Regions from separate parts of the Gossypium hirsutum genome. Here region 2 is linked to region 1. The links are chromatin contacts, called in public Hi-C maps. All regions are on one chromosome and are shown on one strand. The core of a region is the stretch at or near the end of the contact, and the rest is flanking DNA. Distances in the headings are between cores, read along the strand shown.

Region 1 (3,343 bases), core at 591-3,090:
GCAATCTAAAATTGCCTTAAATTATAAAGATGGGATAGTATTAATGGTATGAAAACATGATTTTTATCCTCAAAATTCTGCTCTCTTTTTTTTCCTTCGTCTTACGCCCCATTTGCAGCCTTTCGAAGTGAAACAGCACCCTGTTTTGTCTCTGTTGGTTCAACTTGGACCACTGACAATCCCTCACTCAATCCCCCCTCCCCCCCGGTTACATTGTAGCCCCCAAATAAGCTTTACTTAATAATGCAGCAGCTTCAAGACAAATGCAGTCCACACATGTTTTCAATCCTCCAACTCGGTCCATGCTGTGGCGAAAACCGAGTTGTGACCTTTCCATGTGAGGACCAACATATCTTCCTCTCTTTTCATACCCCATCCACTAGCATGTTCATCAAGCAGGGACTTAACTTCGTTAATGGTGTCTTCGCAGAACGGGAGGCTAACGAATCCGGCATCGTTAATCCTCTGCGATAATTTCACACCGGATTCTAGCCTCTCCGTCCTTCGAAACCCTTCGAAACCCACGATGTTCTCAATCTTGTGACCGATATCGGATTCGTATTCTAGCCTTTGGCGACTATCTTTGGGCAAGAAAGTCTCCAATGCATCAAAGGGTATCCAAAGGTAATTGAAGCATGTTGTGATCCTCGAACTAAGGCTCGATGCGCTTAAATCACAATCCTCGTCGACCACAACTATAATACGAGGATTAAGGCCTTTAATCACGTCGAGGAAAGCATCTCGCACGGTGGTGGTATTCCCTTTTGTTTCGTCAGATAAATACCGTAGCCAATTTTGACAGTTTATCACCAAAGCCTCATCATCCCTAAGGTCTAGCTGGGAACGAGTCAACTGAGTCAACAGTGATTCAAACTGAGTAGCAAACGTTTCATTGGACAAACAAGGGTCATCATCTTTGACATGGAATTCAAAAGGCACGTCCCTAAACTTAGCGAAATTGGCCAAACGGTGACCCACTTCCTCTTTCGACACGTTGAGCAAAGGGGGAACTTGTGGCCTGCAAGAGGGCACCGTGATACGGAGCGACGGTGGGCCTTCAGGCCTCTTAGCCAAGGCGTCGATTAGGGTCGGCCACTGCATACAATGAGTGATGCTGAAATCCAATATGTGAACTTTGCCGTACCCTTCGACCGCCTTAAAAATGGCACCGTTGGATGCACAAAACCCAAAACGGTGCCAAGGGATTAAATCAACGTACCCGACTAGCTCGGTAACAGTCATTAGCCTCCTCTGGAACATGCTCCCGCCGTTGAAATTCATGCTCGTGGGACAAACCCTAGACGCTCTAGAGATGAGGGCTCTTAAGAACCAAGCGGTGAGCCTCTGGTTGGTGTCGCCGACGGTGGAAGCGACGTTGTTGAGCACCCACATGACTTGCTGAGCCAAAGTCACGTCGTTGTTCTCGAGGGCACTGGCGCAGTGAAGTAGAAGCTTCTCTATGCATGCTCCATCGAGGCTACCAAGGCACCCTTTGAGTGCTCCGGTTATGGGATCCAGTGGGGTGTTGAAAAGACTAGGGTTTTGAAGGGAAACTGATCCACCGTTTCCTCTTACCTCAGTTTTCATGGGTTTTATTTTTTTATGAAAAAAAAAAAGTAACGAACTAAATAAGCTAAAAAAGGGTGTTAATTAATTAGGGTTTTGTGGAACATGAACCAACATGCATGGAAGAAATCGATCTGCGTTTGTTTGACACTTGTATGGCTGGTGTTGGAAATTGAAGAGCTAGGGTTTTATCTGGTTTCAGATATGGGGTGTTCAACTTGGGAGAAGGAAATTTACACTAAATTCCCTTTGTGTTTTTAATGCGTTAAGATGAACTTGCAAACCCTATATATATAGCTAGGGAAGGACCATATTGAATGATTATTTATGAGACATACATGCAGCCAAAATACCAAAAACTTCCATCAACCAAAATATATGTTAACTCGAATGCTAAGAAATTCTATATCTCTTAAATAACATTAAAAGAGATTTATTTTTAATTTAGGGTCGGATAAAATCCGATATTAAATTTAATCAGAATTTAATATTTTTATGGGAAAACGTTATTATTAAAATCTTATAATACCACAATTACAACATTAAGTTGCGATACTTTTTTAAAAATCGAATTAAAATAATGAATATTGGCGTTGACAAAGCTTTCATAAGCAAATTTGTGCAATTGCTAATTATTCCTCGCCTCTTTCAGTCTTCACTTCCCCTTGTCTACTAACCATACTGGCTGTATATATAAAAGAGGGTAAAGAATAGGTTAAGGAAGCTGTCTTAGCCGGCCATTCTTTTTGTCGAATTTGTACTCATTGAAATGCCATTATTAAGACGAACCCAAGAATTATTATTTTTAGTTAAATTGGAATTTAAATTTTCTTCTTCTATTTTTTAAAACTTTTTTCATAGAGTTTAGCGATTGATGGCTACCTTTCATTCCCATCGTTCAACAAAACAGGATGTGTAAATGTGATGAAAATTTGATTGCTAGTGTGCTGCCTCGTGATGCCATAAGTAAAGACAAATTAGACCAGTTCCCCACATCCCGCAGGGACAAACTTAACTTATGACTATTTCCCTACAATGTCACTCATCATCCAGTTCCTACTTATGCTTTTCCAATTTGGTTTGAGTGAATTTGAATTTTAAAATATTTAGATAATTCATGGGTCGTTTTGAGTTTAGATCATCTGAATTTGTCGGTCGAATTTTTCAGGTCATGTCATTTTAGGTAGGTTGTTCCGAGTAGGGATGAAGTTAGGAATTATGTTTTGGAGTTGAGATAAAATTTTAAAAAAAATTAAGAGGGGCCAAAGATGAAAAAGACAGTGTAAAATGATTTAATTGAACAATTAATTGTTTTTGGAGGTGCAAAAAAATGTAAATATCTCTTTTGACCACAACTAAAAAAGGATTAAATTAAAAAGCTTATACTTAAGAAGATTAAAAAGTGAAATTATATCACCAAGTGTTGTGTATAGTAATCTTAAACCCTGAAAATATTAATCTTAACGGGCCGTAAAATAGATATGACGGATACTTTGGCTACACTAAAAAAATAAAATTAAAACATTTGCAAGGAGGTTCAATTTATTCGAGGTTTTATGATTCAAATTTAGAATGAGTTGATGGATGGATGTGAATTTGAACCTTTAGTTTTGATTTAATGTTGTTTGTTTCCCCTACATCCAGGTTCATGTATGACGTTTTAGTGAATCAAGAAATGGAGCTGGCTAACCTTTGCTTTTTCTAATTAAAGTGAAAATATGGTCAGCAATTTACTAGGGTTCTTTTTTTGGCAAACTTTACTACTTTGAGAGCTCTA
Region 2 (3,343 bases), core at 533-3,032, 310 kb before region 1:
TATAATCATCCCGTAATATAGGGTATCATCTTATTACGATCCATTCCTTAAGTAATCTTAGATTACGAGCGTAATCTTAAATTTTGGATCAATTTGCCCTTTGTTTTATTATTCTAATCAATTTAGATTTTTTTCATAAATAAAGTTTAAGACTAATTAAAAAAATATTTTTTCTTAATAGTGAACCAGTAGATATCATACATTAAAATTATAATAATTATATTTTATTTAATAATTTATTTATTAATATATTAATTATGGTTATAACTATAATATATTATGGTTGGTGTTACAATCACTTTTCATGAATTATTATAATTATGATTTATAAATTTATTTCAACACAATATATTTACTTATTAATATATAAATTGTAATAAAAAGTTATAGTTGTAATAAATTATCATAATTTTATGGAAACGAAGACTAAAAAATATTAAAGGAACTAAACTTGTTAAAAAAACAAATTTTATAATAATGACAATGGAGTAAAATGTGCTTCTAGACAATCTCACATTTTGTTAACAAAACATCTAAATCTTATATCCCAGTCAAATGAACCAAATAAGATATAATCTTACGTTTCACTCGTAATATTAAATTCTCGTAATCCTGTTATCAAACATAATCTAGGATTCGACGAACCAAATGCCCCTTAAGAAGTTTACAAGTATAATAATAAATAATACACATATAATAAATTAGAACTAAAACTAGAATAAACTCAATACATACTATTCACGTATGATAAGACTTAAATTTGGATTATCAAAATCTCAAATTCTTAAATAAAAAGGAATCAAGTTAGAAAGATGACTTAATTTCATTTCTATGGGTATATATGTTATACATTCTTATATGAAACTAGCTAGTTATCTGATTACCATCAACCAATTAGTCTAATTATCCAAAACAAAGAAAAAACTTGCTATCTGATTACTTATTGATACATCAGCATAAATTAGTGACTTCATCATACCTTGGCTGGCTCCTGTTCCGAAGAAACATGATTGAATACTATAAATTGGTTTTTGATTTTGTCACAAATACAATATGTTGAAAAATGGACCACCAGCTGATGGGGCATTGTCACATTCTGATCAGTATTATTATAATTTATATAAGCTGAGAACATATAGTATGATGATGTTATTTGCCTGGTGGTATGGCGTGAAACATGCACTCATTATGCCACTGCATGTGCATGTGCATGTGTTTTTCCCTTTATTGTCGCTTCTCCATACACATTATTATCATTTCAATTTCTCCCTCTCATCCCCCCTCCTTAAAATTCTCAGCCTTTTCGACAATCAAATCATTCAATTTGTGTATAAGCTTATTAACATTTGATTACTTGTAAATGAATAATTATTGTTCCATAATATTGATGTGCATATAAAGGAGAGGAAGAAAAAGAAAAGCAAAAGTGCTTATTTTTTTCAATTATTGGATTGAGTTTAAATTTTAATAAATTAAGGAAAGATTAACTGTTTTAGGTCTTGTAGTTACTCTTACTAATAATATTATCTTAACTTGAATTTTTTCTTTAAAAATATAATGTGACTTATCATTATACAGAACTTTTATCTCAACTAAATTCTTCAGTTTTAATTTGCTATTAAAGCTTATACTATGGGTACCTACTGCCTGCCAAAATTTTTTATTAAATAAAATAGATATTTTCTATATTTATATAAAAAATGAAATTTAATTTATCTGGAATATAATTTGTTTTTTTGGTAATATTCATATAAAAGTTCAATTTAATTATATGTCTACCTGAAGATTTATAACCTGGCACTGCAATGTTACCAGTTTGGTGCAAGAAGGGGAACACAATTCAGAGGTGGCCAGTTCGCCACTGTTCTTTTTTTTTTTTTTGTAATTTGTACATAATAAATACTGCATGGATTGGAAGCTCCACCTGGTATTAATTACACCTTTCATTAATTTGGGAAATGCATAACATTATGAGGTCATAATCCATCCTTTACATTAAATTATATAGTACCAGATTTCTATCTTCTGCAATTGCATAAAGTCCCACTTCTCTTAGTAAAATGTAGGTACAGATACAGATAGATAGTAGCTATGCAGTGCGCCACTAAGCTAATGGAGTTCAATCTTGAAAACCCATTAACCAACTTTAATACTATACCTTCCCTCTTCTTGCTTGAATCCGATCATATGCCCACACTCAAAGCTACAGATATTGATGTTTGTTTCAGACAAGAAGCTATTTGTTTAATCTCACAGGTAAGTAAATGACCAACACTCACTTACTTTGTTTATTTCATTTGTGATCTCAGTTTGGTTTTTGTTTCAGTTATCTTGCAAATTCCACCCCTTTATATCGTATCTTGCTGTTAATTATCTCGACCGGTTCTTATCAAGCCAACCCATACCGGTAATGTCTTCTTAACTTCGTTCGTTGCTATTAGTTAAAACACCATTTAGTCAGTTCACAGAGCTGTAACTTTGACGCTGCAGCAAAATAAGACATGGGTTCTTCGACTTATTGCTATCTCTTGCGTCTCTTTGGCTGCCAAGATGAACAGAACAGATTTCTCTCTCGCCGAGTTTCAGGTAAAAATTTGTAACATGGCCAGCAACCTAAGACCGGTTTTAGGTTAATGTGTTTTCTATGGCATTAATGTAGGGCGATGGAGGTTTCATGTTTGATGCACGAACAATAGAGAGGATGGAATTTTTAATATTGGGAGCACTAAAATGGCGGATGCGTTCAATTACTCCTTTCTCTTTTATCTCCTTTTTCATTCCATTTTTGAAGCTCAAAGACCCTGCATTAAGGCAAGCCCTCAAAGCCCGAGCTGTTGAAATCATCTTCAAAGCTCAAACTGTAACAAAGCTTTTAGAGTTCAAGCCATCGATAATTGCAGCGTCGGCATTTCTCTTTGCCTCCCATGAACTGTTCCCATTGCAATTCCCCTGCTATCACAAAGCAATTTCCAGCTGTTTATATGTACATAAGGTACTTGAGAACATTGCAGTAGAATAAAGTCCAAGTATTATATTTTAATGTTTCGGTATATGTACAGGAAAACCTGTTAAAATGCTACAAATGGATGCAAAAGATAGGGAAGGAGAGAGAAGAAGGGTCAATGATGGACATGGCTTCCAGCTGGAACACGGCAGTCAATGTGCTTGACCAGCAATTTTCATGTTCAGAAAGTGGAAATGGAAGCGCCATTACTACTGCAGCTCTGAGTGTGAGAAGGGAGAGAGAGATGAAGAGAAGGAAAATGAATGGTTACCCCAACAATGAAACGGCCCACCTGTCTCAGGTCCAGCACTGTTGATGATGGTGATACACCATATGAGT

Evidence for each region. Hi-C and Micro-C count contacts between places; a contact is called where the count stands out from the background.
Region 2: a contact with region 1 is called in a Hi-C map of leaf, with 1.6 times the contacts expected there. The contact joins the promoter of LOC107918811 here to the promoter of LOC107918771 in region 1. A contact is called at or near these places in 2 of 34 Hi-C or Micro-C datasets (both in leaf).

Annotation. Positions count from the first base shown.
Region 1 is chrD13:9,317,099-9,320,441 of Gossypium_hirsutum_v2.1, reverse strand. It overlaps LOC107918771 (scarecrow-like protein 32), which reads right to left and starts at 1,840. Exons shown (of 1, transcript XM_016848354.2): 1 at 1-1,840. The coding sequence starts at 1,587. The coding sequence ends at 283.
Region 2 is chrD13:9,626,046-9,629,388 of Gossypium_hirsutum_v2.1, reverse strand. LOC107918811 (putative cyclin-D6-1) reads left to right here and starts at 1,782. Exons shown (of 5, transcript XM_016848398.2): 1 at 1,782-2,256; 2 at 2,327-2,407; 3 at 2,491-2,586; 4 at 2,660-2,992; 5 at 3,060-3,343. The coding sequence starts at 2,092. The coding sequence ends at 3,320.